4 separate regions of the Mus musculus genome follow, and all the other regions are linked to region 1. Evidence: chromatin contacts called from public HiChIP or PLAC-seq data. All regions are on one chromosome and are shown on one strand. The core of a region is the stretch at or near the end of the contact, and the rest is flanking DNA. Distances in the headings are between cores, read along the strand shown. Region 1 holds the start of Etv3 (ets variant 3). Region 2 has its middle 19 kb from the start of Kirrel. Region 3 overlaps Prcc (papillary renal cell carcinoma (translocation-associated)). Region 4 holds the start of Ntrk1 (neurotrophic tyrosine kinase, receptor, type 1).

What was found. HiChIP or PLAC-seq counts read pairs in DNA pulled down with a chosen protein or histone mark.
Region 2: a contact with region 1 is called in an H3K4me3 HiChIP or PLAC-seq map of embryonic stem cells, with 5 times the contacts expected there. The contact joins the enhancer-like site here to the promoter of Etv3 in region 1. A contact is called at or near these places in 12 of 115 datasets of contacts at active chromatin or transcription factors (bone marrow-derived macrophages, embryonic forebrain, embryonic stem cells and 3 more).
Region 3: an H3K4me3 HiChIP or PLAC-seq map of bone marrow-derived macrophages shows a contact between it and region 1, with 2.2 times the contacts expected there. The contact joins the enhancer-like site here to the promoter of Etv3 in region 1. A contact is called at or near these places in 1 of 39 promoter capture datasets (embryonic stem cells), 1 of 484 Hi-C or Micro-C datasets (the G1E-ER4 cell line) and 4 of 115 datasets of contacts at active chromatin or transcription factors (bone marrow-derived macrophages, effector CD8 T cells, embryonic stem cells and 1 more).
Region 4: a contact with region 1 is called in an H3K27ac HiChIP or PLAC-seq map of embryonic stem cells, with 2.6 times the contacts expected there. The contact joins the promoter of Ntrk1 here to the promoter of Etv3 in region 1. A contact is called at or near these places in 1 of 39 promoter capture datasets (embryonic stem cells) and 4 of 115 datasets of contacts at active chromatin or transcription factors (effector CD8 T cells and embryonic stem cells).

What each region holds. Positions count from the first base shown.
Region 1 is chr3:87,523,907-87,527,544 of GRCm38.p6, reverse strand. Etv3 (ets variant 3) reads right to left here and starts at 1,967. Exons shown (of 5, transcript NM_001083318.2): 1 at 1,886-1,967; 2 at 229-287. The coding sequence starts at 274.
Region 2 is chr3:87,192,201-87,195,838 of GRCm38.p6, reverse strand. No RefSeq gene overlaps it. Among named protein-coding and RNA genes, the nearest start is that of Kirrel, 19 kb to the right of the region's middle. Within about 2 kb of position 1,913, at least 20 of the 459 cell types and tissues checked have an H3K27ac peak or open chromatin away from gene starts, as enhancers often do. A contact at or near this core is called in embryonic stem cells, where this site is marked.
Region 3 is chr3:87,858,459-87,862,096 of GRCm38.p6, reverse strand. Prcc (papillary renal cell carcinoma (translocation-associated)) reads left to right here. Exons shown (of 7, transcript NM_033573.2): 6 at 1,886-1,951; 7 at 2,751-3,194. The coding sequence ends at 2,837. Among named protein-coding and RNA genes, the nearest start is that of Sh2d2a, 14 kb to the right of the region's middle. Within about 2 kb of position 2,061, at least 42 of the 459 cell types and tissues checked have an H3K27ac peak or open chromatin away from gene starts, as enhancers often do. A contact at or near this core is called in bone marrow-derived macrophages, where this site is marked.
Region 4 is chr3:87,793,122-87,796,759 of GRCm38.p6, reverse strand. It overlaps Ntrk1 (neurotrophic tyrosine kinase, receptor, type 1), which reads left to right and starts at 1,598. Exons shown (of 17, transcript NM_001033124.1): 1 at 1,598-1,827. The coding sequence starts at 1,616.

The DNA.
Region 1 (3,638 bases), core at 718-3,217:
GAAGGCACCTTATCCCCAGACACGAAAACGTGCAGTAAACGTGTGTAGGGTGCGAAAGCTATATGCTTATTCATAGGAAACAGGCCTACAGCCACTCTACCAAGATCTAGACAGCTGTGAGACCTTCGGTCGTGGTCTAGCATTTGTCAACTAAGCCCAAGTAGGGAGAACAGGAAGCACCAAGGGACATTCCAGATCTATCAGCGACGATGACGAACTTCTGCTCACCTCCACCTCCTTCTGGCTTTTCCACGATGCTACAGCCTGCTTTCATTTTCGCCCTCCTGCTGAGAGAGACAAGTCACACTACTATTTTGAGATGTTATGAATTATCTAATTAAGGCTTTTTTGGGGGGGAGGGTCACAGTTCCCCCCCCCCAACATCCTTCTTGTTGCCTTTACTTCGTTTCAAAGCCTTCTTTAACCTTTCAAACATGTCACCTCTAAACTAGTAATCCTCATGTCCTCAAATGATGGTCCTTGGGTCATCCACCTCAAAAGCCATAATTATCTCTCACCTGACCTTAGCCGCAAAGTGTAAACACTGTCCTTAATATCTGCTTTCTTCCTTGTGACCAACCGACCCTCCGACATAAGAGAGGGAAGGGAACAGTGAAAGAAGTCCAAAACGGCAGCAAAAGCAAGCCACACAGTTTGTTTTCTGTTGGTAGACAAGCCCAGATGCCAAGATACACAAGCCTGAATTCACCCAGACACACCAACTTAAGAAGTGGGAGAAAAAAAAAAATCCAAATCCCCTATTCAAAAAGGAACATCCGATCCTACGTATTTCTTGAATTGTGTGAGAAGGACATCTTCCAGTCAGAAACTGGGCTCACCTTCCAACAGTATTCTGAGATACAGAAAGTAAACATGTCCTGTGTACAGCCACTCCATACAAGAAACATGTCACTTTCCTAAAATTTTGTGAAAAAAAATGTTATGCCATCTACTTAACAGGGAAATAAAAAGGGTAAAGTAGGTACTTCAGATCGCCTGGCCGGTGGAGGAAGGCATCTTGCTAGGATCTGAATTCATTCCATGCAGATTTATAGTTCCTCAATAAATTTCCCGTTCCCAGCAGCAGACAGCTTTGTGTCAGTCCTTCAGCGAATAGGAGGAGAGGGTGAAACTGACCGGGAATGACGGAGGAGGAGAGACCTGACTTACTCTCATTACCCTGCAGGGTGGACAGCCCCCGGCACCAACCAGAGCAGGTCTGGAGCAACTGCAGGTGCTTCAGAGGCCCCAGGGTGGGGTGGGACAAATTCCTAATCTTGGAAATTTCATCTAACCTAGAATTCCTCTAGGTGTTCTGCATTTTCGTTGACGACAAATACACTAAGGAGAACAGTAAGTTTCAGTCCATGACAACCCTCGGGATCCAGGAGCTGACAAATGGCTCAAGGAAAGAGGCAACAGACAGACAGTGGCACACACAGGATATACACAAGTAACAAGGCACCAGGGCTGGGCAGAGCTTCCTCTCCCATTTCCGTGATGATGGGGTTGAAGAGACACCGATTTCTCCAAGGCTCTGGGACACTGTCCGGGACTAACTCCTACCCTGCGCTGTCGGATCGCAGGGCCCTTTCCCTGCTCCAGAACACCCTTCAGCCTGGTGTCCGTGGGCTCGCGCTGGCCGACGCCCGAGCCGGGCACCCTCTCCTCGATCCTCCGGCCCCCGATGTGCCCATCCAGCCCCTCGGAGCCCGCAGGCGCGTCTGCAGGTGTTCGCGACTCCCCCAGGGCGCTCGGTCACCCTCCCGGCCTGCGGCGGGGCTCGCCGCTCCCGCTGGTCCGCAGCGGCTTCCACGGCCGCCCTCATCCGCGTCCCTTCCGTCCTGCCCGCGCGGGCCGCGACCGCCGACGCCACCAGTCTCACCTCTCCGGCGCCGTCCGTCTCCACTCGGGCTCCTCCGCGGCAGCTCGGGCTCCTCCTCATCCACCCAGAAGGAAGTGACTCCGCGGCGGCTTTCGTCACTTCCACTCTGGGCCAGGGTGGGAGGGGGCGGTGTCGTGAGCGGCACGGCTTCCGCCCAGAAGGTACCGGTGCCCCTCCGTGGCTCGGAGGCCGCGGGGCTGGAACCCTCTGCAGAAGGAAGGCTCTTCCGCGCTGACAGGAGCACAGGAGCTTCAGAGGCACGTGCGAAGTTGGCCTTGCCTTGCACTGTTCCATTTTTAGTCCTGATCTGCCTCGTCCAAGTGTTACAGCGTGCACGACTTTGCCATTCAAACACCGCTCCCCCCTCCCTTTCCCTTTGCCTTTTGTTCCCGATTAAGCAATTACAATTTTGTCCCAGACAAATTTTGTTCAAGAGTTAGTGATAAGGGATGTGAAATCAGCTTCCGTAATTCCAAATGGTTCCCAGCCCTAGTTTCCCTCCAGAGGCAGTGTTGGGACCAGTAAAGGTTAAGTGGATGAGAGTGAAAAGTGGTGAAAAGTGGGGGAAGGCGAAGATGAGAGGCAGAATTGAAGTCTTCATCGAGTGCACGAGTGCGTAGCAACAACTTTATGCAATCACAACCTTTCCCTCCTGGGAACGACACAGAACATGGAAGTCTTACCATGATTTGTATCAAAGGTTGGCTTCTAGCTTTGGATATGCCTATTAGCACCTCCCTTCCCAGACTGGCCAATGAATTTGTAATTATCTCATGCTGTACTTGTGTGTGTAGGATTATAGGTATATACTACCACAACTGGCCTTCTGGCTTCTACTACTGTTTTGTTTGTTTTGCCAGAGGTCTTGACAATGTATCTCTGACTGCCCTAGAAAGCACTATGTAGAGACCCAGGTTGGCCTCGAACTCACAGAGATCTGCCTGCCTCTGCCTCACACTTGTTGGGATTAAAGATATGTGTCACAATGCAAGACTAATAATTGATAGTTCTTGAGGTCTTGAGATAAGTTCAGTACTCAGTATGGCCTAAGGTTACCTTACCTGCTTAAAAAGGAAGGACTAGTGTTGGTGAGGTCTAGTTTTCCCGCCCCTTCTAGTTTGAAAGTCAGTAAAATGAACAAAATTTAAATACCATTGAGAGGATTAGAAATATGAGCACTCTGAGCATAGAAATTGCTTTATAATGGTTTCCATCTTCTGTCCAGTCTAGAACACCATTTTCTATGTTTGGGTCTACAGAACAAATGCTAGGGTTTAGCCGAATCAGCAGTTCTCGACCTGTGGGTTGACCCCCTTTAGTAAGCCCCTATGTCTAAACCTATTTACATTGCAATTCATAACAGTAGCAAAATTACAGTTATGAAGTAGGAACGGAAATAATTTTATGGTTGGGGTCACCACAACATGAGGAACTGTATTAAAGGGTCACAGCATTAGGAAGGCTGAGAACCACCGAGCGAAATGAACATAACATTTTAGTCCTCTTGCCTTCAACTACTGATGGGCTTTGTTACCTCGGTTAAGTAGTCACTGTCACTTCCTCTTCTGTTTGAATGTAGTATTTTTGGAGTATTCCCGTGGACACCTTTAGATGTTTAGTAGTATCTTATTGCGTAGGAGATTACAATAAGTACTTCCTTGATATTTAATGTGTGAACACCATGTTCTACGACTTAGGACGGAGGATGGCACAGTGTAAATATAGCATATGGTTAGGTGGTGAGAAAATGATC
Region 2 (3,638 bases), core at 664-3,163, 330 kb after region 1:
AGAGTCCTACCATGTGACCCTCCACTTCACTTCACCCTAGCCGTCCGCTACCAGTCCCCACTTCCCAACTATAACTTAGGAAAACCCAATGGAAGGCAGTCTGGCTGAGCTCTGCCCATATCCTGGACAGGTGACCTCTAGTACACACTTTCCCTGAGGTGAGCATTCTGTGACCTGTGGGTGAGAATGAGCATCTCCTTTCACCTTGGTGTCTCTCTCTCGATCCAGAGCAGAGGTGATGGGAAAAACCATCAGGAAAGATCTAGGGCAGAGGGCTCAAGAGCCAAGGGGATAGCGCTGGGTGCGCTAGCAGGTGCTCTTCCCTACTTCCATCAGGGAAAGGAAGGCTCAGGATAGCAGAGTCTGGGGCTGCCAGTTTTCCTAGAAGTGACTTTCTGATCAGCTTCCTAAGCTATAAGGACCCCACTGCTTGAGCTACCTGCTCAAGTCATACCCTGACAAACAGCTGTGACAGCTATTGACAAAGCAGCTTCTGGTTAGTTGAGAAGAGAACAAAACACCTAAGATGCTGGATAGAACCCAGGCTCTCAAACACACGGCTCGTGGAATTCAGGAGTAGAAGGGGAACAGTAGTGCCAGAATCCAGCAGTCACATCTACTTGATGTGTCCCTTTGGGAAGCTTCTGTCTCAGCTCCCATATACAGAAATGGAGAGGTGTGCTCCTTGGTCATTGTAATTACAGAGACCTCTGTGTTGCCTACCACAATACCAGACAGTTGTGGGGGCTCAAGGGGGAGAGAGTCACGAATAGACGGGTAGCAATATTTCACTGAAATAATTCCCTGAGATTCTTTCAAATGCCAGACTCCAAAGGGTCCATTCAAATGTATGAAGAAATTTTGAGAGGGCGATGAAACACACATAAGTAACTATAATACTAAACAGGTGGCCTTGAAGTAAGGCAGTACAAGAGCAGTGGTTTGAATGAGAATGGCCCCCATATTCACCATAGATTTGAATGCTTGGTCACCAGGGAGTGGCACCATTTGAAAGGATAAGGAGGTGTGGCTTTGTTGGAGGAAGTAAGTCACTGGGTGTGGGTTTTGAGGTTTCAAAAGTCCCCAAGCATCTCTACTGCCTGTTGGTCAGGATAGGATGTTGCTCTCAGCTACTGCTCCAGCACCTTGCTTGTGTGCCACCATGCTCCCCACCACGATAATGGACTCACCTCTGAAACTGTAAACAAGCCTCCAAATAAATGTTTTCCTTTCTTAGAGATCCATGGTCATGGTGTCTCCTGCAGCAACAAACAGTGACAAGGACAGCCAATGCATTGGGAAGGGTACTTTGTCCCATCAGAGGAGAACATTGCCCCTGGGCTGGGCCTTGCAGAAAGCAGGGGTTGGGTTGGCTTTGGCTGTGTTGCTGTTAAAACAAAATCTTGCCATGTAGTCTAGGGTGGCTTTGAACTTGTAGTGATCCTTCTGTGCCTGTCTCCCAAGGGTTGTGGTTGAATGTGTGTACCACTTTACAAGCTAAAGGATACATTTTGATTAGGGGCTCTAGTGGGAAACAACAAAAAACCAAAAGCCCCACCTACATAGAATGGAAAGCAAGGGAGCAAAAGGCTGAAGCCTGGGGCAGAAGCAGGGCTGTGGGACTCAGGCTGACGCTAAGGGGATAGAGAATGGGGGCTTCTTGTTATGTTAACAAAGCTGCCCACAAAACTAAGGTAGTGCTGAAGTCTGTGTTCATAGTTCACCTGAACAGCGAAAGGATTCTGAGTGATAATGATATCTCCTCTCCCTCCCAGACCTGGTAAATATCTTAACCCCACCTGGCCCAGCCTTCCTCCTTATCAAAAGAGGAAGGGAGGCTGCTTCTCCTTCCCCAAGCATTCCTTAGTGGTGTGGTTCTTTGTGTAGAGGATAGGCCTCCAGGGCTGCTTCCTCCCACCCCACCCAGTCCTCTTCAGCATGCCTATTGCTATTCAAATGATCAGACCTGAAAACACACCCAGGCAATGTGTGTGTGTGTGTGTGTGTGTGTGTGTGTGTGTGTGTGTGTGTGTATTCAACAATTAATAGAAAAAAAGAGGCTGTGGATTTGAAAGAGAGCAAAGAGGGATATGTGGGAGGATTTGGAAGGAGGGAAAGAAGGGAAGGGAAGAATAACATAATTATCTTATAATCTCCAAAAAGGAAAGAAAAGAATCTAAGAGCAGCAACTACAGTCACCTCTGAACTGGGGCTGAAGTGGGTGTTTGTTAGTGGGCCGTGTAGAAATACTCTTGAGTTACAGCACTGTAAATTCCCGCAGGGCCAAGTGACAGGGCTGTAAATTGCTGCTCTGTGCTCAGGTATGTGATCGTGCACTCAGCTGTATTTATCACTTCACTCACCGCTCCCTGGATTCTTTTCTCTAGCAGTGTGGGTAATATGTGTCTCCCACACATATTCTGAACAACAGAAGATAAACGTATATGCCATTTCTGCTCCTCTGTTCCAGCCCCCGGGAAGAGTAATTTCTTGATGTTTAACAAATGTCTGCCGAATGGGGAAGTTCCCCTTCTAATCTAAGGACTAAGTCTCTGGCTTGGTACCCTGCACAATGGAGCCCAGCTCTCTAAGCATAGCAGGAGACACTTGAAGCAACATGGAACAGAAATATCTCCATTTCCTTCAAGTTCCAGGTGCTGGGTTCTAGTGGCAGCAGACGCCACGTCTATTCAAGGCATACTAACCAGCAGAGAAAACAGACAGGACATACCTAATTACAAGTGTGACTGATGCTACTGGTAGGAATGGCGGGGATTTGATGGCAAATAGGGAGAGAGTCACTTGTCTGGAGGTGTTAGAAAGGATTCTGAAGGTCTGAAGAATGAGCAAGACTGATTGGGGTATGGCCCTGGTGCAGAACGTTGCAGAGAAGGGAGCACTCAGAAGAAACCTGGTGGACAGGATGACTGTGAGGATCCGTGAGGCTGGGGAGAAGGCAGATCCACCCCAGGCAGGCTCTGGGAGCTGGGGACAGATTCTGTGCCTAACTGAAAGGGGAGTAGAGATCACTGGCAAATTCTAGGCAGTGGAGGGCTCTAGTTACAGAGAAAAGAGTCTGTCAGAAGGGGTAAGCCAAGGGAGAGGTCCCATATGGATAAATGGAAGCAGTTGACAGTGGTTTCAGCTGAGGTGGATGGAAGTAGGTGAGCAGGATTTGGAGGTCAGGTGTGAAGAGGTAGGAGGAGTTAGGAACAGACTAGCAAAAGTCTGGTTTGGACAAGAAGGTGCGTGTGCAAGCATGCTTGCTTGTGCTCATGCCTGTGTGTAGGAGTTGGGGTATGGTGGATGTGGGCGGGAGTGCCTGTGTGTAGGGAGGTGCATTCTTGACCAAAGGTCCCTGATGATACTGTGTAACTTCCTGGAGAGACATTAATAGAAGCCTCTTCAGCCATCAATACACCCACTACAAACCAATGAAACAATTTAAGCCAAGTGTAGCTAAGTGAGCCAGTGAGTTTACTGGGGTTATTGACAAGAACCTCCCGGTGGGCCACTCAGAAACAGCAGGACCACTGGAAAGGCCTGCCCCTCCCCAGCTATGAGTGATGATGCACCAAAGCAGTGCCCTTGGAGCATTCTGCACGGCTTGCAGGCAGCCTGGCCGTGGTGAGGCTCCT
Region 3 (3,638 bases), core at 812-3,311, 330 kb before region 1:
GAAGGCCTTGCACCTCATCTGACCTACTGTTCTCTAAATATACCTCTGTATATTTAGCAAATACTGTTGCCCATGGGAATGAAGTGTACACCAAGCTTCATGGGAACAAAGCTTGCCTTTCAGAACTTTACAGAATTTAACAGCTGTCCAGATGCTGGTGTGCTCTGGTTGTTGAGAATGAATGATTGGGTCGGTTTCCCAGCTGCTGTGTATGTCTCTTCCCACTGACCAGCCAGCATCTACAGATGCTCTCTAATCACACCAGTCTCCATGCTACTAATGTGGGAGCTGGCTCAGCCTATCTTTGGGGAGTGGGCACAGCAGATCTTCAGAGGTTCTAGGCCCTGGATCCCAAGCATGCTGCTCTTCTTTTGCTACTTTTTCCATAGTTTGTTGTAGCTAACCTCTGTCTCTGGTTGTTCTTGTTTCCCACACTAAGGGCCGTCCCTGTGCTCATTTTCTTCAGTCAGTATGCTGAAAGTATCTTCACTTAGCAACTGAATAGTATGGATACTTATGAGCTTGCCATGGGTGGGGTAGCTGGATATGAGCTGCATGCCAGCAACACCAAGGTCGAGGATTTTATGACACCCCACCACCACCAATTTGGTTTTTCTTTGTTCTATGGTCACAGATGGCCTTCCAGACCCCCATCATTTATTTTAACTGAATGTTGGCGGTCATACAGGATAGAGCAAAGAATTGTGGTTAGAGCAGCATAGATCTATCATTGTTTACTGGAAAAACCACTTAGGAGAAAGGGCTTTGCTAGGTTGGGCTTGAGAGGCATCATCACAGGCAGCTGCTGGTGTGTGCTTACTGTGGGAGGCATGAACGTCCGTGTGTATCACCTTCAGTTGTAACGTTACAATTACAGTTGTAATGCATTGAGTAGCAGTGTTAGAATCTGGTCTTTTCCCAGCTTCAGGGTGTTGTCCCATTTCATTTTGTTGAGCTTGCTTTTTAAGAGAAGAAAGGATAGAGTCCCCTCTCTCCCCAAGAAGTTGACAGCAGAGTTGGGATGAGATTTAAGGACACTTGAGTGTAAATGATTACAGTGCAAATTGATTACATAAGTGCTGAGGAGACTCTGGGGAGGAGTTCTGAGAGTTGGGTGGGGCTGGCGAGAAAGCTTCTAGCCCGAGACAGCTCGGGCAGAGGACAGAAAAACCACACAGTGAAAGCTCAGACCAGTATAGATCTTGACAGTAAATCGTTCGCATCAACCTGTGGTTTGGAGTTGAATGTAGTTACTGATGGAGGTTGGAAGATAGATCGAGGAAGAAGGAGCTTGTGAACTTTGTTGTCCCAGGGAAGTGGTTGACATGTCATAGGATAGGACAGTACAGATTCGGTCAAAGATGATGGATGGATGAGGGTTTAGTAAGTGGTAGGTAGGAGCCAGACCAGACATTTGCCCAGGCTGGAGAGAAGAGGACAGAAATGAAGAAGGTTTAAGAGGCAGATGGATAGAAAGTCTGAAGAGAGGTCAGCAGATCACATGCCTGTGGTATAAAAGCTGTCCTAGACTCACTACAAGCTAGTGTCCACAGGCGGGCTTGAGGGAGAGTGGGGTTATCAAAGAGACAGTGACTCCTGCCCTGACTTCAAAGAGTAGCCAGCCTGTTGGGGATTAATGGGCTGCTTCTAGCAAGCATTCTCATTTTAGATTTGTTTTTCATAATGGCTCTAATAAAATGTTAGCTTTATAAGTATACAGACACAAAAGCAGCTCCAAGTTCCCTTGTTCTCCCTAAAGATTTGGGCTGTATGTCTAATGCTTTAGTTTGTCAGCTTTATACTGTCTAGGCATATGAGAGATTTATGTCTTTCCATCTGTGAATTAAGGACTGCTTTTTGTTTTTCTTTTTACTTTCTCTTGTAGAAGAAAGGTGAACAGCCAACTGGCCAGCAGCGGAGGAAACACCAGATCACATATCTGATTCATCAGGTGAGGATGCTCAGGGCTCACAGCATTCCATTAAACTTGGGGATGGGAGGGAAGTTAATACAGCCGGAGCCAGGCACCACCCTTTTGGTAGGCATACTCTCTTGTTCTCCATGTGGCCACTAGGGGGAGGCTGTGTTCTTAATATCATTCCCCCCTGCCTCTGGTTCACAGGAGTCTAGTTCCGGTATTTAGTGAAATCATGTTATGTAAGAGGGTAGTGTATTATAGGGTTCTTTTGGGGTTTTTTGAGGCAGGGTTTCAAGCATTCCAGCCTAGGATGACTTTGAGCTTCTGATTCCCTTGGGTCTGCCCCTTGAGTGCTGAGATTTATGGCATGTTATGGGCATGTGTCTCTCTGGTTTCCAAGGTGCTAGGGATAGAACTGAGTGCTTCCTGGAAGAACTCTACCATCTGAGCCCCATCCTTTTTATTGAAGTTGATTAGTACATTTTATTTATTGTTTGTGTGTCTGTATTTACATAGATGTGTACCACAATGTGAGTATAGCGGTCAGGAAAATTTCACTGTTTTTGTTGTTGTTGTTTCTGTTCACCATGCAGGTCCCAGGGGTTGAACTCAGCTATATCAGGCTTGGTGGCTGCCACCTCTACTCACTGAGTCCCCAGAAGGCTTTTTCAATAGCAACTTTATCTGTTTTATTTAAAAAAAACAAAACAAAACAATCTGGGTCTGGGATGTCCAGTGGTACAGTGTGAGCTTAGTGTGTCCAAAGGCTGTGGGTGTGATCCCTAGTCAGTGTGCCCACTGTGACTCTCCCAACCCCTCCTTTGTGTTATAGGCTAAGGAGCGGGAGCTGGAGCTGAAGAACACCTGGTCAGAAAACAAGCTCAGTCGCCGGCAGACCCAAGCCAAATATGGATTCTAGGGCCCAGGGACTGATGGCCCAGGATCTCCGTTGGCACAGAGGCCCAGCCCCAGCATCACCTCCAGGACCCCAGCTGCTCTAAGTCCAGGACCTCTACCCTGAGGACTCAGCCCTTAGCTCTGGAGAAGGAACATATTTGATAGATTTTTCTTAACAAGTTAAAAAATGCAGCTCCTTTCTGTGCTGGGCTGGAAAGACTGGAGCGCTGCCCCGAGGATCTACGGCCTTGGTTGGGAGTTGTGCTCCTTGCAGCAGGGAGTGATGAAATGGTGAACTCTCCCACCATTTTTTTTTTTTTTTTTTTTTAAACAGGGATGTCTGTTGAAATAAAACATTGAGTGTGACAGATGCTGCCTACAAGGTGTCTGGATCTCAGAGTTGAGCTTGTGCAGAGGGCCCTGCCACGCACCCCAGGGGCTTCTCCGTGCTTTGCTTCCCCCTTTGCCCACGTTATCCTCTGACCACCCAGGACCTGTTGGTGTCTTACCTGGGACAGGATGGTATCAGGTGTGTGATCCCAAGTACAGAGTATTGCTGGCCTCGGTGTCTCAAGATGGACTTGTCAGTGTGGGTGTGGTGCGGTATGCCTGTGATTTTAGCATTCAGGAGTTCAAGGCCAGCCTGAGTTACAAGACCCTACCTTTAAAACACAAAGAAAAAAAAAACAGTAGATATAAAGGGACACCTAGCAGGTTCTGGCAAAAAACCTGTCCCCAGAGTGAATCAAATTTACACTGAGGTCAAGGGCATGGACTGATTTGGAGTAAGTTGTGTTCATCACATGGCACGCTCTAGGTTAAT
Region 4 (3,638 bases), core at 349-2,848, 270 kb before region 1:
ACTGAGCTCTGGAACCCCTCTCTCTGTCTCAGTTTCCCTCTCTCCCCCATCCCCACCCCCCCAACCCGCTCGCTGCAGATCTGGAGGGAGCGGCTGGGCTCCCTGGCTTGATTTGCAGGGGAGTTCTGGAGTCCAACAGGTGTTTTGACATCTGCGGGGTAACTTCCCGCAGCCTGGACAGGTCGGACTCCACTGGTGAAACCTGAAGACCTCACCACTTCGACCTCACCACTTCGCCTCTCACAGCCCTTCCCAGCCTCCCGAGGCTACTTTGAACATACTTCCTTGGCGCGGGGTATGTCCCCGTCAAATCCCTTGGTTTTGGCTCAAATCCCTAGGAGACGAGTCGTTCTTCTCTCTGTGAGATTCCTCCTTCATTTGGTTACTTTTTTTTTTTTTGGTTTTTCGAGACAGGGTTCCTTTGTGTAGCCCTGGCTGTCCTGGAAGTAGACCAGGCTGGCCTCGAACTCAGAAATCTGCCTGCCTCTGCCTCCCATGTGCTGGGATTAAAGGCGTGTGCCACCACTGCCTGGCTCCATTTGGTTACTTTTAAGAACTCAGGATGCTTAGTGGGTCTCTATATATGTACTTATTCGGGGCCACTTGGAGGACAATTCATGATGGGATGATCTCTTAAACGCGACACTTATACGTGCAGTCAAGAAGGCCATTGCGCAAGACTTGCCATTTAGTGGCCTGGATGCTGGGCCTGAGACTTCCCAGGTTCACAAATACCGTGAGCCGATGGTTCCCAGCTCCCACGTCCGAAGAACTAAGAGATCTATTAATTTCTCCGCACAGAAATCGATGCTCTTGTCAGGACGGCGATCGATGCCAAGCTTGGTCTGCCTGGCCATGGCTCGGCTCTGGGGCCCCAGATGGATGGTTAGGATTGGGAACTGACCCTAAGACCAGAGGCACAGCTTAGAAAGGCTCAGAACTGCTCTTCTCCGCCCTCGAAGCCCCAGGCCGAGCGCAAACGCCGGGCGCGAGGGCTTCTAGCGCCACCCTGTGGTCTTTTGAGGACCGAGAGGTCTCCACTTTCCAATCTTCCTCCAATTGTGTTCTAAGGACTCTTCTCTCCCACTATTTTTCTCCCCAGGTTCTGCATCCAGCCATGCTGAGGCCCTCTCCCTTTCCTTACTAGGGTCTGGAGAGCGTTCACCTAACTTATTCCAAGTGACATGCACACCCTCTTAAGTAAAGTGCACCGTGAGGCTGGCTGGGATGACCTGGACTTCAACCCTTCCCTTGCTCAATTTCTCCACTTCCCCGCAAATCTGAAAATGCAGCTGTTTTACTGTGAGAAATAAGGTATCAGCTTCCTAGCTCCCCCAGCCTCAGAAGACACTTGTGAGGCAATCTATGGCAGCCCCCCGCCCCAGGTCTCCTGCAGCCGCGAGGGACATTAGGAAGGCGAGCTGGCATTAGGGCCTCAAAAGGGGAGGGGGCACTGGGGGCATTGGCAGGCGGGGCGGGGCGGGGCCGTGGGTGCCGCCCTCTCCTGGTGGCTAGTCTTTAACACCGCCCCGCGCACGTGTCGCGCGAGGCCGGGCGGCGGCAGCTAGGAGCGCACGGACGGCTGCGCGGCCCGAGCAAGGCGGGCGCCGCCGCGATGCTGCGAGGCCAGCGGCTCGGGCAGCTGGGCTGGCATCGCCCGGCCGCGGGGCTAGGCAGTCTGATGACTTCGTTGATGCTGGCCTGTGCCTCCGCCGCATCCTGTCGCGAGGTCTGCTGTCCCGTGGGCCCCTCGGGGCTGCGCTGCACCAGGGCAGGGTCCCTGGATACCCTCCGCGGCCTGCGGGGCGCCGGGAACCTGACGGAGCTGTGAGTGTGTGTCGTTCGGGGGAGGGGTGCGGGGTCAGGAGGGCACAGCCCTTCCCCGAGGGCGCGCACTCATTCACCTCTGGCTTGAGGGGTCAGGCTTGGCTGCTGTAGGAGACTGGCACGTGTAGCCTTTGGCTGTGCTGCGGCGGCTTCTCCCGCTGCCACCACCCTGGCAGAGCCGCGCAGTCACTGTCTGGATGTCGCTCAGGATTAAGGGTAGCTAACTGTGGTGCTGGTTTGGGGTAGAGCAAGACCGAAACTAGGTGGATTAGGCATTGGTCCAGCGATCTAGGATAAGAACCTTTTTGTGGGGTTCAATCAAGAGCCCAAGTTCCTAAGCCCATGGAGGAGTGGTTAGCTGTGCAGAATTTGGCAGTGTGGCACCTTTGCTATCTTCTTTTACTTAGGGGGAAGCCAGCCCCCAACCTCTTCCTTGTCATGCAGGGAATCCAGCTCTTCTCTGGATTTGTGATTGAGCTGGAGTTGGTGGGAGATGGTGAGGAACCAGCTTGGTGTCTGAGCTCTTTTTTCCTTTCCACTGACCACAAGTCTCCTTGATTTGGATGCGGGAAGCAGGGAACGAAACCCCTTTGCTTCTCTCTCTGCTCACCCATCTCTCCTTTCACCTTTGTCTCCCTTCTTGTATCAGGGAGTCAGGGCTGTTGCTGAGTGATTTTCCCATTTTCCAGGTCCAGAGCTGGGAGGAACCTTCAGCTCTGCAGTACTTAGACAATGTGCAATAATCGGTTACAAAATACTCAAGTACTTTGTAGCAGCTAGTGAGACCTTTGAGAGTATAATTGACCTGAAGGAACTCCGCATCACACAGTGATGGCTGGAAAATACTTGAGTATTCTGCACGCTGGTGGAGCTAGCAGCCTGCAGTGATTGGCACCGAGTTACTCGGGCATCTTGTGGTAATTAACGGAGGTACTCAATCTCTTTCTAATGGCCCTAGGGAGACCAAGAAGAGAGGAGATGGCCTTGTCTTGGTCTGGGTCTAGGCTCCTGCAGGATGGGATGGGGTTTGAAGTCTAGATGGTTACTCCCCGGCCTGTCCATTCAAACCAGAGTCCAGCCTCCTGATTGTTTCCATCAATGTTCTCGTTCTTCAGAGCCTTTCAAGACTCCAAGGGAGTCCAGCCCAGGGACAGGGGTAGTGGGCAAGCCTAGATTATTGAGGAAGAGGCTGGCAGGGTGGTGAGCTGAAATGTTCACCCCCCTGGGTGGGGCCTGATCCTCCCAACTCCTCCTGCACAATCCTCTCCCTCCTCCCTCACCCGCATAGCTAACAGGGAGCTAATGGACTCAAATAGACAGATTGATTATGAATCTGAACAAATGAGGCGGCATGAAGCACACACACTGCCTGACAGCTCACACATACCCGGCTACATAGATCTTCTTAGCAACTCCCTGGGTCTCTATAGCTTGAAACCCTTGGGGGCAGAACAGGGATCTGGACTCCCTCAACGTGGCTAGCAACAATTCCTTAGAACTCCAGGGGGAGGACAGACACATAGCCATCCTATGGGGAACAAGGCTGGGATCAGGGAAGCACAGGGTCCCTTGGACTGACTGGTTCCCTTACTCCTTTTTTTTTTTTTTTAAGCCAAGGGAAAGTTCCCAAACAAGTCTGTCTGTCTGTCTGTCTGTCTTTTGCCTCCCTGGTTCTCAGCCCTTATCTCTGTCTTGGGGTCTCCATCTCCTTATCTGTGAGTCCATCCACTCCAGGATCCTCTCTCCCTTCCTGGGTCCCTCACGATTAAGGAGGGGCTCGGGGAGCGCCCAATGGCTCTATGCTTCTTGCT